Linked DNA regions of Mus musculus: all the other regions are linked to region 3. A link is a contact called in public HiChIP or PLAC-seq, capture Hi-C and promoter capture Hi-C data. All regions are on one chromosome and are shown on one strand. The core of a region is the stretch at or near the end of the contact, and the rest is flanking DNA. Distances in the headings are between cores, read along the strand shown.

Evidence for each region. Promoter capture Hi-C pulls out the DNA fragments that hold promoters and counts their contacts. HiChIP or PLAC-seq counts read pairs in DNA pulled down with a chosen protein or histone mark. Capture Hi-C pulls out chosen DNA fragments and counts their contacts.
Region 1: a contact with region 3 is called in a promoter capture Hi-C map of liver, with 3 times the contacts expected there. The contact joins the promoter of Camsap3 here to the promoter of Map2k7 in region 3. A contact is called at or near these places in 10 of 39 promoter capture datasets (the C10 cell line, the HPC-7 cell line, embryonic stem cells and 5 more), 1 of 484 Hi-C or Micro-C datasets (embryonic stem cells), 3 of 115 datasets of contacts at active chromatin or transcription factors (all in embryonic stem cells) and 1 of 9 other capture datasets (embryonic stem cells).
Region 2: a capture Hi-C map of embryonic stem cells shows a contact between it and region 3, with 4 times the contacts expected there. The contact joins the promoter of Rps23rg1 here to the promoter of Map2k7 in region 3. A contact is called at or near these places in 10 of 39 promoter capture datasets (the HPC-7 cell line, cranial neural crest, embryonic stem cells and 6 more), 4 of 115 datasets of contacts at active chromatin or transcription factors (all in embryonic stem cells) and 1 of 9 other capture datasets (embryonic stem cells).
Region 4: a contact with region 3 is called in a promoter capture Hi-C map of the HPC-7 cell line. The contact joins the promoter of Retn here to the promoter of Map2k7 in region 3. A contact is called at or near these places in 14 of 39 promoter capture datasets (the C10 cell line, the HPC-7 cell line, HPC-7-derived erythroid cells and 8 more), 5 of 115 datasets of contacts at active chromatin or transcription factors (bone marrow-derived macrophages, embryonic stem cells and stem cell-derived epiblast-like cells) and 1 of 9 other capture datasets (macrophages).
Region 5: an H3K4me3 HiChIP or PLAC-seq map of bone marrow-derived macrophages shows a contact between it and region 3, with 4 times the contacts expected there. The contact joins the promoter of Pnpla6 here to the promoter of Map2k7 in region 3. A contact is called at or near these places in 10 of 39 promoter capture datasets (the 3T3-L1 cell line, the HPC-7 cell line, cranial neural crest and 7 more), 5 of 484 Hi-C or Micro-C datasets (CD4 T cells, embryonic stem cells, epidermal suprabasal cells and 1 more), 8 of 115 datasets of contacts at active chromatin or transcription factors (the 230-238 cell line, bone marrow-derived macrophages, embryonic stem cells and 5 more) and 3 of 9 other capture datasets (embryonic stem cells, liver and macrophages).
Region 6: a promoter capture Hi-C map of hippocampal neurons shows a contact between it and region 3, with 3 times the contacts expected there. The contact joins the enhancer-like site here to the promoter of Map2k7 in region 3. A contact is called at or near these places in 11 of 39 promoter capture datasets (the HPC-7 cell line, cranial neural crest, embryonic stem cells and 6 more), 1 of 115 datasets of contacts at active chromatin or transcription factors (bone marrow-derived macrophages) and 1 of 9 other capture datasets (adipose tissue).
Region 7: a promoter capture Hi-C map of embryonic stem cells shows a contact between it and region 3. The contact joins the enhancer-like site here to the promoter of Map2k7 in region 3. A contact is called at or near these places in 9 of 39 promoter capture datasets (the HPC-7 cell line, cranial neural crest, embryonic stem cells and 5 more), 2 of 484 Hi-C or Micro-C datasets (cardiomyocytes and embryonic stem cells), 3 of 115 datasets of contacts at active chromatin or transcription factors (embryonic stem cells, stem cell-derived neural progenitor cells and trophoblast stem cells) and 1 of 9 other capture datasets (embryonic stem cells).

What each region holds. Positions count from the first base shown.
Region 1 is chr8:3,586,009-3,588,824 of GRCm38.p6, forward strand. Camsap3 (calmodulin regulated spectrin-associated protein family, member 3) reads left to right here and starts at 1,442. Exons shown (of 17, transcript NM_027171.3): 1 at 1,442-1,951. The coding sequence starts at 1,804.
Region 2 is chr8:3,566,380-3,569,405 of GRCm38.p6, forward strand. It overlaps Rps23rg1 (ribosomal protein S23, retrogene 1), which reads left to right and starts at 1,619. Exons shown (of 6, transcript NM_001024728.2): 1 at 1,619-1,717.
Region 3 is chr8:4,237,255-4,240,362 of GRCm38.p6, forward strand. Map2k7 (mitogen-activated protein kinase kinase 7) reads left to right here and starts at 1,486. Exons shown (of 12, transcript NM_001164172.1): 1 at 1,486-1,779. The coding sequence starts at 1,656. It overlaps Lrrc8e (leucine rich repeat containing 8 family, member E), which reads left to right. Exons shown (of 3, transcript NM_028175.2): 3 at 1-216.
Region 4 is chr8:3,654,430-3,657,271 of GRCm38.p6, forward strand. It overlaps Retn (resistin), which reads left to right and starts at 1,341. Exons shown (of 5, transcript NM_001204959.1): 1 at 1,341-1,414; 2 at 1,577-1,716; 3 at 2,479-2,556; 4 at 2,821-2,842. The coding sequence starts at 1,587.
Region 5 is chr8:3,514,090-3,516,873 of GRCm38.p6, forward strand. It overlaps Pnpla6 (patatin-like phospholipase domain containing 6), which reads left to right and starts at 1,322. Exons shown (of 35, transcript NM_001122818.3): 1 at 1,322-1,467; 2 at 2,421-2,479; 3 at 2,592-2,660. The coding sequence starts at 2,456. It overlaps Mcoln1 (mucolipin 1), which reads left to right. Exons shown (of 14, transcript NM_053177.1): 13 at 694-824; 14 at 925-1,143. The coding sequence ends at 961.
Region 6 is chr8:3,549,161-3,551,914 of GRCm38.p6, forward strand. No RefSeq gene overlaps it. Among named protein-coding and RNA genes, the nearest start is that of Rps23rg1, 17 kb to the right of the region's middle. Within about 2 kb of position 1,356, at least 3 of the 459 cell types and tissues checked have an H3K27ac peak or open chromatin away from gene starts, as enhancers often do.
Region 7 is chr8:3,605,263-3,608,347 of GRCm38.p6, forward strand. Camsap3 (calmodulin regulated spectrin-associated protein family, member 3) reads left to right here. Exons shown (of 17, transcript NM_027171.3): 12 at 1,005-1,144; 13 at 1,242-1,558; 14 at 2,529-2,628; 15 at 2,927-3,039. Among named protein-coding and RNA genes, the nearest start is that of Xab2, 14 kb to the right of the region's middle. Within about 2 kb of position 1,514, at least 25 of the 459 cell types and tissues checked have an H3K27ac peak or open chromatin away from gene starts, as enhancers often do. A contact at or near this core is called in embryonic stem cells and stem cell-derived epiblast-like cells, where this site is marked.

The DNA.
Region 1 (2,816 bases), core at 192-2,691, 650 kb before region 3:
TAGTGAGTGAACCATTTATATCCACCTGAATCCTCAGGAAAATGTGGCAGTTTTTGTAGCTGCCAAGGGCCGGGCAGTGGTGCCACATGCCTTTAATCCCAGCATTTGGGAGGCAGAGGCAAGTAGATTTCTGAGTTTGAGGCCAGCCTGATCTACAGAGTCAATTCCAGGACAGTCAGGGTTACACAGGGAAACCCTGTCTGGAAAAACCAAAATAAATAAATAAATAATAAAAAAAATAAAATCATAGCTGCCAGCCTTTTTCTAAGATCCATCTAGTCAACAGAGGGGAGTCCCTTAGGTTCTGCCTCACCTCACTCAAGCCACCTGTAACACAGGCCCCCAAACAGTGAGTGTTCCAACCCAGTTCTGTAGATAAATAGATTTGTATTATGGAGCTGGGAATGCTGAACCTGAAAACACACACACACACAAAAGACTGTTTATACCAAAAAAAAAAAAAAAAAGTATGCACCTACACATCATTAGTCACACACAGAAAGCCCCATGCACACAACCACACCCGCAAACACACAGATCCTCTCAGACCCTTACCTACATCTAGTCAGAGGCTTTCTTCAACAAATACTGCAGATATCAAAGGTACACATCAGGACATTTGCAATCCACCTAGTAACCCTACAGAGCTAATCTCACATACACAGCTTTTCTCCTGCCTAAATACACCCACTTGGTATCTCTGCCATCTTCCTGCCCTGACAGAGTCAACAATTACACCCTTATATGATAGATGTGTTTAGACTCACATCATTCTTTCTCCCCCCGCTCTTTCTCTTCCTTCATTTCCAATCTTAGAACACAGAAGGTTGTACAACACAATTCTTTGATTTTACTTATTTATCTCATGTATCCCAGGATCACCTTGAACTTACAAAAATTCTCTTCTTCCCACTTCCCAAGTGCCATGATTCTAGGCATGTACCTACCACCATCCCTAGCTTATTTGGTGCTTGGGATGGAGGAGAAGGTTTTGTACATACCAGATAAGGACTCTGTCAACTAGGGCACAACCCTAGCCACTTAATACAAACCATTGTACCACAACAGGTTTGAAACAGTCACCTTCACAAACAGATGACATCACAAATCTAGATACCTATAGACAGAGATGTTCACAGGTACTCTCAAGCAAGTGGATACAAACACATTCATTTTCTTTTTAAACTAGGACAGAGTCTTGCTGTGTAGCCCTGGTTGGCCTAGAACTTACTGTATAGTAATAGCCACAAACTCCATATGCATATGTGAACTCCACCTGCATATGTGTGGGATCAAAAGCCTACATGGACATCCATGACAAAGGGTCCCTAAGCCTCTCCAGGGTCCGGGAGTGAGCAGGAACACACGCGCGCGCGCGCACACACACACACACACACACACACACACACACACACACACACGAGAACGCATACAGGGACATGCGTTCTTCTGCAGCCCTTCCCTCATCCGCCATCACTGCCGCCCTTTGCAGCAGGAGGACCTATGGAAGCTTTAATGTCAGTGGGGACCCATGTGGACCCAGGAGCCAGAGAGAACTGAGTCCAATCTGGGGGCGGGGCGCACCTGGGTTCCGCCTTGGGGCGGGGTCGACGCCGCGTCGCCAGCGCGCTCGACCGCACCTGGTTCAGCGGCGCCTCAGCAGCTTTATTAGTAACAGCAGCAGCCGCGGCGGCAACCCGATTCGGGGTGGCGGAGGCTCGGCAGCAGCGCAGCGCAGCGCAGCGCACGCAGCCCAGCCCATCAGAGCGCGCGGACCCGGGCGGCCGTAACCCCGGCGTCGCCATGGTGGAAGCGGCGCCCGCAGGGTCCGGGCCACTGCGGAGGACTTTCCTGGTCCCCGAGATCAAGTCTTTGGACCAGTACGATTTCTCTCGAGCCAAGGCGGCGGCGAGTCTGGCGTGGGTGCTGCGGGCCGCATTCGGGGGAGCAGGTAACCCGAGGGCCTTTGGGGAGGGGACCGGGGGAGCCAGGCTGGGGCGCGGCAGGTGCGGGGGGCGGGGCGCCAAGCCGGGGCCGTGGGAACAATAGCTTCGGGGCTGCCTAGGGTCCCCGAGCTTTTGGTCTTTGCTAAGCTGGGCCTCCAAGCTTCCTGCTCGGACGGGGCCCTTGGACTTTGCCCGCCCGGGTCGCTGGAACGCAGTCGGGGGTGGGGCCCGCCAAGAGGCTGTGCGCCTTGGGACCCCGGGATCAGAGCCCCCAGGTGAGCAGGGGTGGGGTCTGCAGACCAATTTTGTGTGTGGTGGGGGAAGGGTCTCCTGGTAGTCCTCTGCTTCCCGCCTCCCACCCCACTCCTCAGACCCCAGGGCCTAACTGCATGGCCAACTCCCCTTTCACACACATCAGAAGCCTGTGATGGTTCCTCCTACCCCCACCTTCCCTATCTACCCTCACAACGTGTACGCGGTGGCTTGGACCCCGCAAGGAGCGTTTTAAGAGATCAGAGCTACAGCTCAGTGACTGGGACACAAACCCTGCCTTGCCGGTGGCCAGCGTGTGTGTGTGTGTGTGTGTGTGTGTGTGTGTGTGTGTGTGTGGTGTGTCTGGGACCACTCTTTCGTCTCGATGGCCCCGTAAAGGCTGGCAGTTGTGACTTATTGCCACATTTTCCTGAGGATTCAGGTAGGCATAAATGGCTCATTCACCAGCTGTTCTAGGGTGGCAGCTCGGGCGGCCAGGCCTTCTCTTATTGAAGCCACCCCTTTTCTCCTCCCTTCCGCATGCCCACAGGCCTGAAGGACTAGGGCCATTCCTACTGGGCAAATGAGGAAGGTGGATTATCAGACCTGGGAAGGCTC
Region 2 (3,026 bases), core at 369-2,868, 670 kb before region 3:
TTTGGAATCTTCGGATTACAGCTGTGCACCACACCCACCAACTTCTTTTTATTTGCTCTCTCTCTCTCTCTCTCTCTCTCTCTCTCTCTCTCTCTCTCTCTCTCTCTCTCTCTCCCCTCCTATCATTGATTCAGGTGCAGCAGCAAATATGAGGTCAGAGGTCAACTTACAGGAGTTTGTTCTCCTTTCACTATGCTGTGAGGATTCAACTCAGATATCAGGCTTGTGCAGTGAGTGACCTCTCTTTGAGTCTCATTTGGCCCAGGATGATCTTGGACTTGTGAATCTCTAGCTTCTTCCTCCTGGGATCATAGCACCATGCCTGCTTTAGTCAATACTTGGGATGGAACCCAAGGCTTTTTGCAGGCCAAGTGCTCTACCAACTTAACCACAGCCCTAAGCCCTCAATCATTTCTTCCTATTATCTCCAATGTGTTATTGCAATAAACGAGTAAGAACATTCTTCCATTTCCCCTGTTCCTGTTCTTAGGAAAAACAAACACTAGACTTGACAACAGAGGCTCATAGCTGACTGGCTTCATTGTAGTGCTTGATACACTTGGCTAAGTTGCTCTGGTAAAAGGCGGAAAAGTTTAACACCCCTGGCAGTGGGTGGAAGGTCCTGTTTCATGGCACAGTTGGAAATTATTAGACAGGACAGCTGGGAGGGCTACTGGAAGCACAGAACAAATTCAGGATGTTCGAGGCTCTGGGTTCCAACCCAAGCACATTGCCCCACCTCAATCAAACAGCAAACCAAACCTGGTGACATGGCTGTAACCAGAGCACTCACGCGGTGGAAAGCAGAAGCTGAAGGCCACTTTTAGTGTGTTTGAGGCCAGCCTGGCTTACATGTCCCCCAACCCCCCAAATAGGACTGGGGGTATGGCTCAGTGGGTAAAGCACTTGCCAACCTGAGTTCAGGTCCCTAGAAACCTCATAAAGGTAGAATGGACTCCACAAATTATCCTCTGACCTACACACAGAGAGACTACACACCTGCTCTCACACATTAAAAACGTGCAAGATAAAAACTTGCTGGGCATGGTAGCACACTCTTTAATCCCATCATTCGTGAGGTGGAAGCAGGTGGATCTCTGTGAGTTTGAGGCCAGTCTGGTCTTTAAAGCCAGTTCCAGGACAGCCAGGGTTGTTACACATAGAAACCCTGTCTTGAAAAAACAAAATAAATAAGTAACTCTTTCTTTGACTTAAAAGGGGAGGTGGGGCGCCATGTGATTTGCACAACTTTTAATCCTAGTGAAAGATTATCCATTAGACTGACTCCCAGATAAGCAGACCAAGAGGGAGATCGGCCAGAGCTAGGTAACAAAGATAGCAAGCTCCGAGGATGGTAGCTTCTTCCTCGCCCTGCTGAGCTGAGACAAAAGCCTGGAGGCTTAAAACAAATGCCTTACATGCTTTTGTCTCCTGCCAGCAGGACTCTGCTGCTGGTCTGGGTCAGGTGTCCGAGGTCTGCTCAGGACGGTCACACAACAGTTCTGAGCCAATCAGCTACTCTGTCTTTCTTCAAACTGACCAACCGTAAAGTAGGGAAGAAAACTCAGACTTTAAACCCCCAGCCTTCATTGTCAACCTCTCTGCTTTGCAGAGAGTCTTTCTCTCACCCCAGATAAATGCCTGTCCTCAACTGCCGATTCTCTCTGCTGCTGTCAGCAGACTGGAGATTTCTCCACTGCCACCTGTCGTGCTTGAGGTTTGTCCTGCCTTTTAGTTAGTGAATTGGCAGAGAAAACGAACCGGATAAAGAACCCTAGACTGTATTACTAGGACTTTGAAGGCAGAGGCGCGTAGAACTCTGTGTATTCAAGGCCAGCCTGGTTTATATAGGCCAGCAAGTTTCAGGACAGCCAGGTCTACAAAATGAGACCCTGCCTCAGAAAGAAAAAGAAAGAAAGAAAGGAAGAGAGAAGAGAGGGAGGGGGGAAAGGAAAGAAGGAAGGAAGGAAGGAAGGAAGGAAGGAAGGAAGGAAGAAGTTAAAGAACGCAGCTTTGTATATATATTATTTTAGTATATATTTGTTTATTTACTTTGTGTGTGTCTATATGTGCGTGTAGAGTTCAGAGGAGAACTTGCAGAAATCGGTTCTCCCCTCCCACCATACGGATCCCTGCAATCTACCTCAGAGCAAGCAGTCGTTGGGGTGGGGTGGAGGATTTTTTTAAAGCCCCCTGCAGCCTCCGTTGCTTTCCACACTTTTAATATCTTACTTCAGTATGCAAATTTTTTCCAATCCTCTGTTCTTGTGGCTTTTTTCTATGGCTCAAACAAGTGGTGGGTCCTGAGTGGTTGTGTTGGAGTGGGGTGACACTCTCCGCAGGTGTGAGCACTCAGAGAGGCAGATAGACTGGGAGGATCACATACTGTTTCTGCTTCGTGTTTGTTCATGTTTGTAAGTATTGATTTTGTATGATCAGCTTTATTTACCTGAGTGCAACGGGGTGTTATATTTGAAGAACCTGTGTGTGTGTGTGTGTGTGTGTGTGTGCGTGCATGTGTGTAGGTGTGTATGTGTGTAGGTGTGTGTATGTGCATGTGTGTAGATGTGTGTGTGTGAGAGTGTGTGTGTAGGTGTGTCTGTATGTGTGTCTGTGCATATGTGTAGGTGTGTATGTGGGCATGTGTGTCTGTGTGTGTACATGTGTGTTTGTGTGTCTGTGTCTGTGTAGGTTTGTTTGTGTGTGTGTCTGTGCATGTGTGTATGTGTGTGTGTGCATATGTGTATGTGTGTGTGTAGGTTTGTTTGTGTGTGTGTCTGTGCATGTGTGTATGTGTGTATGTGTGTCTGTGCATGTGTGTCTGTGTGTATGTGTGTGTGTGCATGTGTGTCTGTGTGTGTAGGTATGTCTGTGTGTATGTGTGGTGTGTCTGTGCATATGTGTAGGTGTGTGTGTGCATGTGTGTAGGTGTGTGTGTGTGTGTGTGTGTGTGTGTGTAGTATAGAGATCTATCTTGGGTATAGTTCTTCAGGAGCCATTCCCCTTGTTGTTACTGTTTTTTTTTT
Region 3 (3,108 bases), core at 236-2,735:
GTCCCATCAAGTTAAGCAGTGTTTTCTCAGGACAATGCTCATGGAACATAAAGAAGAAACTGTAAGCCGAGTCTCCTGTCACACATTCCCACCTGAGTCCAGTGCTGGTGAAGGCTACCTTTTTTCCCAGTTCATTCAGGGATTTTCTTTTGAATGTTTCCTGTGCAGGGGAGCATATACCACTGGGTGCTTAATAAACGAGAACGGTAATTTCCACCTCCTTGTACAGTATGATTGTCTAAGCTGCCTATAACTGGGGCCAAATGATGACACCTGTCTATCAAATCAGGCTGTCTGTCCTGGGAGGAAGGATATCCAAGTTACTTCAACGAGGTGAAGTAGAATCAAGAGAAATTGGGTAGTTTTCTGCCTAGGTTTTTTTTTTTTTTTTTTCCTAAAGAATCTACCTCACCCCACCCTCTAAAACAGTTGGATGGTGGTGATGCCTATCTTCAGTCCCAACACTCCAGAAGGCAGAGGCAGGTGGATTTCTTGAGTTCCAGGCCAGCCGGGTCTACAGAGTTACAGGGCAGCTAGAACTACACAGTGAAACCTTGTTGCGAAAACAAAACAAAACAAAACAAAACCAATCCAATTTTCCTCTCCTCTTTTATCCTTTTAACTCTAAGCTTCTCTCTGCTCCACCCATAGGTCATTACCAAAGGAGTTCTAAGAAGCCTTTAAAGGCCAAGGCCCATCCCAAAGTGTTCACTGTTGCTTCCGGAGTTGTGCGCAGCCTGACCTCCTGGGTTTGGTCTCTTGCTGAATGTCCCTGCACATTCAACGACCCGAATTTACACACAAACTTTATCCTAGCACTCTTGGAAGAACTTAATGCAGGGTGGGGATGGGGCTAGCAGGGCAGAGGCATCTAACCCCAGGGACTGTCTTCAGATAACATTGGTTTCAAGTCCGGATTCTCCGGGCGAAAGGATAGGAATGGGGCAGAAAGTCTGGCCTTAACCTTGATTCTGACACCGAGCTCAGGAATCACCAACTCTGGATTCCCTCTCCACTTGTCAGGGCTACTCTCACTGTGCTGGGACTGGCTGAAATGGAAAGGGATTACCATGGGCACCTAATTACGGTGAGGAGGCGGCTCCATGCTAACAGCGAGAGTTCAGGCCGCAATTAAGCATAACAGGTCCTCATGAAAGACCGTCCTAGACGAGGAAGGTTGTTCCGTGAGGGCGCGGGCACCAGAGCGCCCTAGAGATGCACACGAAGTGAAGAATAATCTGGGAACAGCCGTAAGCGTGTGCAGTAAAGGCGCGAGCTTGGCCGGTCTCCCGCTTCTGCACGCAGGCGTGCGGTTGACCGGACTTCGCTTTCTCTCTTTTTTTCTTTTTTTTTTTTAAGTGATTTCCAACAGCGCTTAATCGCCTGAAACTTCACGCATGCGCACTGCGGAAGGCAGCGATAGGCCATGACAATGCATGAGGCCCGCCTCGGGCTCTAGGTGGCATCAGCTTCCTACTGGAACCCAGTGCGCACGCGCGGCGTTATGCACGCGAGGCAGGGCGGGCACGCGCTGGGGTGGTCTAGGCAGGACGGCGGCTCGGCGGGGTCATCCGAGCGCAGGCGCAGTGCGGTGTTTGTCTACCCCGGACTGACGGGTGGCCTGGCGGTGAGCGGCGGCAGCGGCGGCGGGGAAGATGGCGGCGTCCTCCCTGGAGCAGAAGCTGTCCCGCCTGGAAGCCAAGCTGAAGCAGGAGAACCGTGAGGCCCGCAGGAGGATCGACCTCAACTTGGATATCAGCCCACAGCGGCCCAGGCCCAGTAAGCACGGCCTCGTGGGGGAGGGGCGGGCGGGGCGGGGCGCGCACTGGGAGGCCCCGCCCACCGGGCAGATCCTGCCCCCGCTTCCGGGGCGCTAGCTCTCCTCCCCTCCACTCTCTGTGCTGTCGGCTTGCAGGGAGAGGGTCACGGTGACCTGGAAGTCGGGTGGGCAGTCTCCAGGGCGACTCTCTCCGCCCACGTACCGCGGTCCCGAAGTTCACACCGTTGGTACCTGAGAGCTTAGTCCCTCACCCTGTGGTCGGCTTCCGGAGCCTTGTCACCTGCACCTTGCAGGCTTTCAGACTCGAAGCTACGCCGCTGTGACTACAACCAAGTCTTTTAACTCTGCAAACAGTTATATCTCTTCTGATTCAGTGGTTCCACTCCTGCCGAGTCAGTGACTGTCAAGAGGTCCCCTCCCCTAGCAGACAGTCCACACACGTGCATGCCTATCTGCCCATGTAGGTCACTAAGTCCTCATCTACATCCGTTTTGATTGGAGGCTTCTATTTGACTTCTTTGGTCATATCAGATGGCTCCTTCTAAGCTTGGAAGGACCTTGTCACTGGACCCAGCTCACTGCCTCCTACATACAGGGGCACCTCATATCTCTAATGACCAACTACTTTTCACTATTGCTGTCTAGCCCTCAGGAAACACATAGCCATCTCTCAGCCTGGCAGCCTTTGTCTACAGGGCTCAAGTGACTGCTACTACTACAGACACCTGTAACCAGTGTAGTCCCATCGAGTAGAAACGCACCTCCTTTCTGAGCCTACTGTCTTTGGGCCTGCCTCCTGACATACGGTCCTGTACCAAAAGTGCTTCCTCTTCCTTTCTAGACACACATCCAGCTTGTCCACCATGACCACAGTTAGCATCCTTGTTGTATCCCAGATACCCCTGTCCCAAGTTGTCTTTGCTGAAAGAATCTGGCTTTTTTTCTCCCCTCTCTGTCCAACCCTTCCTCTGTCCCTCTTGATTCAGCAGAATGTCTTCTTTATATCCTCTGTGATGTAATCTTTGGAGTATACATACTATAGTTGTCTGTGTGGTCACTATGGTAAGAGGGGAAAGGCAGCCTCCTGTAGGTGAAAATTCTGTTCACTACCTGGCCACCTGGCCTGACTGACCTTCACAGCTTGATCATCTTCCTGAAGAGGCATTCAGGATTCCCTCCATCCCTACCCCTTCTGGACAAAGTCTTCCACGTTTCCTTCCTGGGAGTTTCTTCCAGGAACTGGAGATACCCAGAGGTGGGGATGCATTTCACTGATTCTGCCTGGGACCAGAGGTTGGGCCCCTGCTGGATTCCAGGGCCATCCCTCC
Region 4 (2,842 bases), core at 91-2,590, 580 kb before region 3:
AGGTGGGAGGAAGAGCACATCACCTGAATCCACTTATGCTGAAGAGGAAAGAGACAAATCTTGCACGGGGTGGGGGTGGGGAGGCTTAGTTCAGTTAGAGTGCCTGGCAGGCACAAAGTCCTGTGCTCAAGTCCTCGAAGTACAGAAACCATGCACAGTGGTGCGTCCCTGCCACCCCAGCATCGAGAATGCAGGATGGTCAGGAGTTCAAGGTCGTTCTTGGCTACACAGTTCAAACTTGCATAGCTTACAAAAGAGCTTGGATTCAATGAATAAATAGATAGATAACTAAATAAAGATTAAAGTCTTTTCATTTGTCCAATTTATAAACTTCCTCTGCTAATCTCAATTTTGTCCTATCTAGTTAAAAGACATCGAGGCCAGTGTAACAGCTTCAGAGCCGGACAGCCTGACGTTAACACCCAGGATTTGCATAGCCACCTCCAGTTGTCCTCACCTCCGTATGCACATCACACTGTGGCGTGCACGCACTTACACCCACACGTGTCACGCACATGCAATAATGACTAAATAATGTTTTTAAAGACAGAGAAGATAAGGCAGATTCTATTGAGTCATTCACACACATAAATATTCTGTATGTGGGCCGGAGCTATGACTACCCAAGATTTATTATTTTAATTACTTGTTGAGAAAGAGGGATTTCCAAAGGGACAGGCCCCTTGCTCCTTGCACCAGAAAGCAGAAAGCAGAAAGCAGAAAGCAGAAAGCAGAAAGCAGAGCTCTTGCCTAGACTCCTCCAGTGAGATGTTTTGGGTAATGGCTGGGAACCTCCTTTCTCAGTGGGTCCTTTCTCAGTGGTAGAGCTCTTGCTTAGCCCCACCCCCACCCCGCCCCCAGAGAGGGGCTGGGTCTCTAGCTCTGTGGTAGACCATCTGTATAGAGCATACCACTGAGAGGCTGGAGACATGGTTCAGAGGTAGGGTACCTGGCTGGAATTCCATAGTGAGGGTCTGGTGGTGTGGTTCAGCAAGGGAGCAGTTGACTAGATTTTAGCTGGTAGAGCTTGCCTACACTGTATATCCCCGCCAAACATAGAAACATACATGACAGCTGTGGTCACACAGGGACCGTGTCTCAGTTTGCATCTCCAGCCCTACAGGTGAAGTCTTGGCTCCTAGCCTTGCCCCTCCCACCATGGTCCCTGGTGTTATCTCCAGACAACGTCCTGAGAAGACAATCCTTCTAATGTAGGAAGGGCTGAGCAGGAGGGAAATCCCTCCTCTGGGACCTCTAGAGTTCACCTCTCTTGGGGTCAGATGTGGCAATGGAAGGCCAGGGGCCAGGGTACTTATTATCCAAGGCAGGATGGGCCAGAAGTCAACAAGAAGGAGCTGTGGGACAGGAGCTAATACCCAGAACTGAGTTGTGTCCTGCTAAGTCCTCTGCCACGGTAAGTGATAGCCATCCCCCAGTCAGAGTGCTGATGTGGCGGCCCCAGAGCTGCTGAATGTCCATCCATGTGTGCCCTCAGGAACTAAAGGACATTGCAGTCTGACTCCCCCAGCATGGGAAGGGTCTGGTCTAAGGCGGGGCTCTTGCTTGTCTCTTGCAGTACCCACGGGATGAAGAACCTTTCATTTCCCCTCCTTTTCCTTTTCTTCCTTGTCCCTGAACTGCTGGGCTCCAGCATGCCACTGTGTCCCATCGATGAAGCCATCGACAAGAAGATCAAACAAGACTTCAACTCCCTGTGTGAGGATCCCCCCTTCGCCCCCATCCAACCTTGCCGAGGGCCTTACAGACTTATCCCTGATGGGGAACAGACCCGCCCAGCTACAAGGCTACCCTCAGCCTCAGCCTCACCCTGTTCCAACCCAAATTCATCCTGACCTACCTTGATCATGGTTCACCCCACAACTTAGCTTCTTCCAACCATCACCTCCAAACCTCCCCTCACTCCAAAAGGCCCCACACTGTGGTCCATGGAGCTGAGCCCCCAGTGCCTGACCCTCTTGCCTCAGCCTCCTGAGTGTTTGGAGTACAGGTGTGAGCAAAATATTTTACCGTGAACGTGTGCTGTCCATGTCTGTGTATGTGTGTTTATATATGTGGTGCACATATGTGAAGGAGCTTGTGTGTGCATAGGCATATGGAGAATTGAAGTTGGTGTAGTGTTATCATTCCACCTCTGCTTTGTTGAGACAGAATCTCTCAGCTGAACCCAGGGCTTGTGGGTTTGTGGTAGTCTAGTTAGCCATCTTGTTCTGGGGACTCCATGTCTGTCTGCCTCCTGGAGGCTGGGATTATGGGTGCCCCTACACCATGCATGCCTAGCTTCTAAATGGGTTCTGGGGATCTTGGCTCTGATCCTCCCACTTGTGAGTCAAACTCTTTAGCTATAAGTCACCTTCTCACTCTGCTGAGAAGAATTTGACCTCACTGTCAGTGTCAAACCCAAAGATCGCCCCCTGCAAAGATGCAGCTGGATTACCCCTTCAATCTTCCCTTCTGCAGTTCCAAATGCAATAAAGAACATTGGCTTAAATTGCTGGACAGTCTCCTCCAGAGGGAAGTTGGCCTCCTGCCCAGAAGGTGAGTGCAAACTCTGTTGTTCAGACTTTCTGGAAGTTCTGAAACTCCTCTGTCTGCCTTGTCTGGGTCCTCAACATGTCTGTCCTTAGGACTCCCTCCCAGACTTCCAGTCTTCTCATCTCCCAGCCCAGCTCAAGGTCCTTTAGACTCCTGCTGTATCATCTTGCACTCTGTTTCCGTGGCAACAGCCTCCAGCCCCCTCCCCCATCTCTGCCTCCCACCTGCCACAGTCTTCCGGTTTTTCAGGGACTTCTTTCCTTGCAGGCACAGCAGTCTTGAGCTGCTC
Region 5 (2,784 bases), core at 72-2,571, 720 kb before region 3:
CACACATACACATGCACACACACACAAGGCAAATATACATAACTATCCAAAAGTCAGTGCAGCTAGGTGGCTGCTTGGGACATTCCCTTCATCTCTTGAGAATTCTAGATTGAGGAGATGGGAGCCCGAGGAAGAGCATACTTGTAGAAAGGAACATCCAAAGACTGGGAGGCAGAAAGGACCTGGAGAAATAGCAGTGGTGCCAGGAAGTCACAGGGAGAATGTTCGGGGACTCTGCCTCATTCTGAGGCACTGGCAGTGGATGTGTGCACTCTTTCCCACATGGATAGAAGCTCTACCACAGGTACATTACTGTCACCCAGGCCCTAAGCAGCCACACTGAGTCTCGCTGCAACACTTGGATATCACGCAGGACCCGTGGATGCAGGAGTTCAGGCCTTATGCCCACTAACTCTTTTACACTGTTCCAGCTGAGATGCTGGGTTACTAAATACCAGTCTAGGCTTCTGGCCCGCAGCAGAAGGCACTGAACCAATGAGCCTGAGACCTGCGGCCACATCCGGGGATAGGGAAGATTTCTACAGTGAAGCAAGCCACAAAGCAAAGGTCCAGAAATGAGACCCAGAGTGGTCACATCAGAGCAACAGCAGGATGTCCAGTTGGCCGGACCTAAAGAGCACTAGAGGTCAGGACCATCTTTCATGCTGAGTTCGGGGAATCGTCTCTTTCCAGCACCCAGGAGGTACTGGCACAGAGAAGAGTGAGCTCCAGGCCTACATCGAGCAGTGCCAGGATAGCCCCACATCTGGCAAGTTCCGTCGTGGCAGTGGCTCAGCTTGTAGCCTTTTCTGCTGCTGTGGAAGGTTGGAGCCCCAGATCTGGGTTGTGGATTGATTAGAGGCTGGGGGAAGAAGTGTGTGCCAGAGAGACTGGGTGCCTCTTTTTTCCATTTCTCTCTTCCAGGGACTCCCCGGAGGACCATTCGCTGCTGGTGAACTGATCCAAGATGATTGCCACTAGACTTTATCCCCATGTACTGCTGGGACCCCAGCTTATTTATTTTTAGAATTTGCTTTAAAAGATCTGCGTCTGACAGGCCTTGTGAGGGCTTGGGCTGATCGAATCGGACACAGGGGAAAGGGAGGGCATGTAGGGCGGCTGTTAAATAAAAGGGAATGTAAATGCGGTGGTCTAATTTGTAACAGGTGAGGCAGCCCTTTCATAAATCGTCAGCTCCTTTAAGAGGCCGCCACACTAGGCATGGCTGGCGCAGTGCGACCTTCCAAGCATGGCGGGAGGCGGGGATGGGGCGTGTCCTGCAGCGGAATAATTTAAAGGTGCCGCGTCTGAGGCAGCGGGCAGAAAACTAGGGGTGTTGGCCGAAGCTGGGTGGACCTGGTTGCAGCTCCTGAATGGTACGAGTTTCCATCGACCGAGCAAAGGTGTCCCTTCGAGGACTGTTAGAGAGCTTCAGCTTTGCCCCGGATCGATTTGTCCTGATTCCGGGTAGGTCCCGACTTTTTGATGCTCCAATACCACCCCACCCCCATTCCTAAGTTCCTTGTCCCGGTGTTTCCGCATCGGTAGTCAGATGCGACCTGGAGTACGGAATGGAAGTAGTCAATCTAACAATTTTCCAGGTAACATCTCAGGGCCCTGCGATCCTTCTAAATTCCCATTAATAATAGTCTAAAGGCATCAGAAAGATCTCCAGCGTCCCAGGAGAGTCCCGGTAGCGTTCCTACCTTCCCCGGTATCTTCCTGGAAGCTCCTAGACTCCTAAGTAGTTATGTGTATCTCCGGATCTCAGTAACTTTCCAGTGCGTCGTTCCTCCTACCCTCCCCCAATTCCGGCGTCCCTGGTTACACATCCTGCATCATTTCACTAATCCCAGGGATGCTCCGCACCGCGAGACCCGGTAACTTTCCTTTTACGTGACAGTTAAATCTCCAAGCCCGAGCCTATAACACTTTGGGAGCTCATCTTACTCCGATGGCCCTAGAGCCCCCTTTTCAATAGATTGCACAGCAGTGCTTCCAGTGCACGCCCCAGCTTCCTTGATGGGCCCAGGCTTGGGTCAGGAGCCCAAAGTCCAATTGTCCCTCAGCCTCCTGGCTTACAGGTCCTGGTTTCTTCTGGAGTGAGACATCGCGTCTTTACAGGGTGTAGGAAGGGGTCTCGCCTAAGGGTTGGTTAATCAAGAGTAGTCAGACATACGGAAGGCCAGGCTAAGGAAGGAACCACTGCCAGAAGAGATCATGGCTTAAGGGCACCTGCCAGCGAGCTGCTGACTGTGGGTGCCAGGACGGCTACCCTTTTGGCCACAGGGTGCAGATGAAAACGTTACGGAGTCTGGTCCGCCTTATGCATAAGTGAAGTAGGACAAAGAGCTGGGGGCTGGTCTCATCCCTTGATCTGGGCGGGGAAATCAACTTGCCCCTATCCTTCTGTCTAGCAGTACCCCTCTAGACGCTCTCACCCCAACCCCGGCGAATGGAGGAGTCACTCCAGCCAAAGGTATCTAGGGGGCGTGGCTTGTGAGACGAGCTAGGGGTAAGGAGCCTGTAGGCGCTGCTGGGTAGGCTTGATTGACATCTTGTTCTGGTCCCTTTTGCTCCTCGATTTCCAGGACTGCAGGCTACAAGACCTGCTACCTAGTCCGAAACAATCGATGGAGGCCCCACTGCAAACCGGAATGGTAAGAGTTGGGGAATTTTTGTACCGGACTACAACTCCCGGCGGTCTTGCCGTGCACCACGCGATTCTCTCTCCGAGAACCAGGCATGTGCAGGTGAAACTACGTTTCCCGGCATGCATAGCGG
Region 6 (2,754 bases), core at 106-2,605, 690 kb before region 3:
ATTTTCTGCACCACACTTTTTTCTATGATATAACTGAGACCCTAAATATTGAAAAAGATATTGCCTCTGAATCTTTTCTGGAGCAACAACTACTCCAAAAATTTTAAAGCTCATTGTGTAAGAGCAAAGGTTTGTAGTAAATGGTCCTTCAGTAGGATCAGCTAATAAAATACTCTCCACATAATAGACAATATACACAGAAAGATTCAAAATCATAGCTCTTGTATTGAAGCAGAGACTTTTTTTTTTAAACATAATTTAAGGCTATTAGCCATTCAGAGAGGCAGAACTTTCCAATGATTATAAGATCACTAGAAACAAACTCTTTACAATTATCAGGATGCAAAGGAAAAAACAACCTTCCAAATCCATAATAATTCTATATGGAGTAGGCAGGCCAGATTGTAATGCCTCTACAAGTTTCACAGCCCTATTGACCTTTTATAAATCTTAAGTTTGAGCCTTATTATGAACAACACCTGGATAGATCTGTAATAATGCTGTTTTGGCTTAAAAATAGTTCCTGAAAAGCAAGGAGAGGCAAGGTCCCAAAAACTTCCTTAGGCAGGGTTTGCAAAACAAAAGAAATGCCACACAAGCCTCGCTGAGGCTGCTCTGAGATTTGCATTAACTCAAATGTAAATATTTCTTAATCTGAGCATACTGCCTGTGTCCAGGGCCAAAGATTATCCCTCTTGTAGTGAGAACAGGTTCCAGGGGAGCAATTCTACTGCCTGTCTATGCCTCTAATTTTTGGACAGTCTTTCCTAAGATGATTTATTCTTAAAACGTTCTTAACCCCAGGGCCAAAAAGTGGGAGTGGGTGGGTAGGGGGTTGGGGGGGTGGGTATGGGGGACTTTTGGGATAGCATTGAAAATGTAAACGAGGAAAATACCTAATAAAAAAATAAATTAAAAAAAAAACATTCTTTATAACCTTAGTGCTATGAAAGCATTGCTTGTACTGTAGTCCCCTGCAAGGCAGCAACCGTAACCAAACCCTGATTGTGCGAGGGTCCAATTTCTGCACAAAGACAAATATATCTAGATAAGTCTGTCTTTGTTTTGTATGACCAGATGGCCACAGACAAGCTGCATTAGTGTTCTATAAGACAATTGTGTGAAAGGAACCCCTACTTGAAAATCTCCAAAAGTTCTACTAGCTGTTTTTAGTAGCGACTCCACAACATCCTGAAAAAGTTCATCAGGAGCATGTTTGATACCAAATAAATTCTCACTGAGTTCTCCTTTTCAACCTTAGGGGTTAAATTTTGCTTCTACCACTGTATCCAATAAAGCTTGTGTAAAAGGAGCAGCAGGCCCATACTGGCCACAGCTGTTTTTAACTTTGATTACTCTTGTAATCATCCTAATTACAAAATATGGGTGAGTTAAGATCCTGAGCTTGCAATCAAACTGCAAACTGCAGTCAATGGAACACTGGCGATTTAACTATAATTTTAAAGTTTCTTTTGCAATATTAGAGCATAACCATAATTTTTGGAAAGCAAAACACAACTTTAAAGAATCCATTCTCTTTAAAATCAATACCAGAAGCATCACTTTCACATTACAAAGTTCGGCTGTCAATTCTTATATATGATTGCATGACAGTGCAACTTTTAATGCTTCATTAAAGAGACACTGTTTTAAATCTTATCCCTTATAAGTTTAGTTTCTAGCATAAGAATTACATAAAATGTTATCCCAATTTAGAAGTATCTTTAGAGGCCTGTTTCCTGGGCTGGTTCATGCCACATGTTGTTGTTTAAAATGACTCCAACCCTGAGTTACCAGTTTTAAGCTAACTTTCTTGTTACCAATATAACACTTTTTAAATCATATCCAATAACTTACAAGCCAATACTCTATGACCAAGACATGCAGAGCATATTTATACCTTTAAGACCATTCAGAAACAAAATGAAGCGGCTATACGAATCTTATAAATTTAGACCAATCAAAGAAATTTTACCTTTTCTAGCTATAATTTCAAGAGAAAAAGCATTTTGTCATTTGCTAAACCCAGTAATCACAACTGCAGAGATTTTTCTAGGGAAAAAAAACAACTATCAGCTTATTTTCTTAAAACTAAGCAGCTATTGGCCTCTTTTAAAAGGAGCTTTTTAGCAGGGCTTCTGCTGTGCTTGACTCCTGGCTAAGGGTGCGAGACAACTTAAATCAGCCTCCACTGTGCAAACTGAGACTGAATCAAGAGATGGATAGCCAGCAGATAAAGTTTTAACCGTTTTTTTCTTTTCAACATAAAACATAGAACAATAGTCATTCAAACAATGAAGCAATAACAGACAAACATTGACATATGGACAGATTGGTGCACCAAACACAGACAGTACGGAGAGGGTAGAGAACTTGATATAACCAGAACTAAGGATGTCTCCTGTAGGGGCCAGAGAGAAAGCAGGTTGTCTCCTGATTTCCTTCTGTCCCTGGAAGAGCTCCAAAATCCATTTTCCTTCTCTCTTGATCTCTCTCTTTCATGTCACTTGTATATCTAGCATCTCCCTTTATTGGGTTTATTTATTTATTTATTTATTTATTTTGGTTTTTCAAGACAGGGTTTCTCTGTATAGCCCTGACTGTCCTGGAACTCACTCTGTAGACCAGGCTGGCCTCGAACTCAGAAATCTACCTGCCTCTGTCTCCTGAGTGCTGGGATTAAAGGCATACGCCACCATGCCCGGCATTAGTTGTTTTTTTATTTTTTACTTATTTTATTTTATTTTATTTTAT
Region 7 (3,085 bases), core at 264-2,763, 630 kb before region 3:
TGGATGGATGGATGGATGGATAGCTGGCTGACTAGGGAGTGGCTGGCTTGCTGGCTTTCTTGGATGGATGGATGGATGGATGGATGGATGGATGGATGGATGGATGGGTTGGAAGGGTAGTTAGATGGGTGGATAAGTTAAATGGGTGAGTGAGTGGTAGGTATGTGATTAGTTTGGCTAGGTGGATGGAAAGGTAGGTGGACAGGCTGGATGAGTGATGGTAGGTTGAAAGGAAGGTGGATAGGTGGTTGGTTAGATGGATGGAAGGTGGTTTGATAGGTGGATAGAGGGAAGGTTAATTGGTAGATGGACAAGTAGTAGTTGGGCATATGGATGGGTGAGTGGGTGATAGACAGGATGGACAGGTGTGGGTGGGTGGATAAGCAGGGCTAGGGTGATCCTCTTTCCTGATGTATCCTGTTTGGTAATCCTCCATCTTCATGCCACTTACGGCCTGGGCCCCTGTGCATACTGTTGTAACTGAGCAGCGCACACTCTGCTCCAGTTGGTCATTACTGCTGCAAACCCACTTTGTTTGTTTTTCCTGAGCAGTGGAGATTTTGACTGCTCTTCTTTGCCCTGAGGACAAAATGCCCGTCCACTGCCTTGGGCCCTGCTCCCTTGTGACTTTAACCTGGATCATTGTCCCCAACTCAGTGTCTCGGCTACATGGGTTTGTTCTGGCCTCAAGGCCTTTGAACTTTCTAACCCCTCTGCCTGGAGAGTGCCCCTAGGCTGGGAGTACTTCTAAGAAGACCCCAGAATAGGATAGCCTGCAGTGCAGCTTGGCACACTTCAAGCATCTTCATAGCATTGAAGGTCTGTGTGTCACTTGCTAGCCTTCCCCCTTTGTGCATTGTGTACACAGCTCCCAGGGCTGCTCATAAAGTAGTCACTAACTAAGTACTCCGAGGATTTTAGAAAGGTCAGGAGAGCTTGGCTAATGCTAAAAGTCAGACTCCAGTTGGCAGAGTGGCTAGTTAAACTCCTATGACATCCTCCAGGACGAAGACAAGCCTGAGGATGAGATGGCTCAGAAGCGAGCTAGCCTGCTGGAGCGTCAGCAGAGGCGGGTAGAGGAAGCCCGGCGGCGCAAACAGTGGCAGGAGGCAGAGAAGGAGCAGAAACGGGAGGAGGCCGCCAGGTGAGGCTAGAACTGGAATGAGGGGCCTGGCCTTTGGTATTGCTGCCCCAGTGCTCCCATATTCTATCCTGCTTGCTACCTTCTGTCTAATCTGCAGGCTGGCTCAGGAGGCTCCAGGCTTGGCCTTTACAACTCCTGTTGTAGCCTCTGCGGCTCCAGTGGCCACCTTGGCTCCTACTACCAGAGCCATGGCCCCAGCTGAGGAGGAGGTGGGCCCCCGGCGGGGGGACTTCACAAGACTTGAGTATGAACGCCGGGCACAACTGAAACTGATGGATGACCTTGATAAGGTGCTACGGCCCCGGGCCTCAGGGACCGGGGGACCAGGGCGGGGCGGGCGCAGGGCCACCCGGCCACGCTCTGGTTGCTGTGATGACTCGGCCTTGGCACGAAGCCCAGCCCGCGGCCTGCTGGGTGAGGACCCTGTTGGAGGGGCCCTATGATTGTGGAGAGAGGGAGTGTCTGGTGGCATGCAGTGATGGGGCAGGAATTTGGAGTGGGCATGAGTTCCAGTGTGGTGAGGGTAACTTCCTTCCTTGGCTGGATAGTGAGGAACTCTCTTGGATATTTGAGGATGCTACTAAACAGTGCTCCCTTCCCTGTAGGTATGTGGACAAGAATGCCAAACTCAGGGCTGGGTTTGTCTGGAATGGATGAGGCCCTGGGTTAAATCCCAGAGCTGTATAAGAAAAATTGCCATATTAAGGTAGACAGGTTGGCACATGCCTGTCATTGCGATACTCAGGAGTCTGAAGCAGGAGGATTTTGAGTTTGGTCCTAAACTGGCTGTTGAGCAGCTTCTCTGCCCATTTAGGCTACACCTTGAGGTCCTGCACCAAACACTGAAACTAAGGACACATAAACACACACACACACACACACACACACACACACACGAATAAGTTCAGAGTGGTGGTGGTGGCTCTTGGTAGAGTACTTGCCTACCCTAGCGTACACGAAACTTCAGGTTCCATCCCCAGTTTTAACCAGGAATGGCAGTTATAGGCCTATAACTCCAGCACTGAGAAAGTAGAGACTGGAGACTTGGTCATCCTCAACAAATAGGAAGTTTGAGGCCAGCCTGGGCTATAGAAGACCCATCTTTAAAAAGTAAAAGCCAGACTGGAGAAACGACTCAGTGGTTAAGAGCACCTATTGCTCTTCCAGAGGTCCCGAGTTCAGTTCTTAGCAACCACATGTGACCGACTCACAACCATCTGTAATTGAGTCCAGTGCCCCCCTCTGCTGTCATAAGACAGATACTCGTATAAATAAACAAAACTTAGCAGGCAATCACGAAAGGCTGAGAGGGTCTCGGGAATGCCCATGGGCGTTAATGGAGGTAAAGGCCTTAGGGATAACTGACTGGTACTGTCTATCCTAGGTTCACGGCTCAGCAAGGTCTATTCCCAGTCCACGCTGTCCCTATCTACGGTGGCCAACGAGGCTCCCAATAACCTTGGTGTGAAGAGGCCCACCTCTCGGTGAGTCTATCTGGAACCTAGAGCAAGATATGGCGGGACCGCTGGGATGTGTAGATGGAAGGAAGTACAGGAACACAGATGGGATTTGGGGGAAACTGACTCAAGTCTGGAGGATGTGCCCACATGCAATGTAGGAGGTTGAGCATATGGAGCAGCTGTCTATGGACTTGTGGCAGCATGCAATATACATGCCCCTCTCCTCTGCAGTGCACTGGGCTTGCCTCGTCCCTAATCCTGTTGTACCCTGGGAGGCTTCACACACTACTGACCCCAGCTTCACCCCTCCCCTCCCCTGCAGGGCCCCTTCTCCATCAGGCCTCATGTCTCCAAGCCGCCTGCCTGGCAGTCGAGAACGTGACTGGGAGAATGGAAGCAATGCATCCTCCCCAGCATCAGTGCCTGAGTACACAGGTAAGTGAGACCGGGTAATGTTAGAAGCTACGCGTTCTCTACCTGC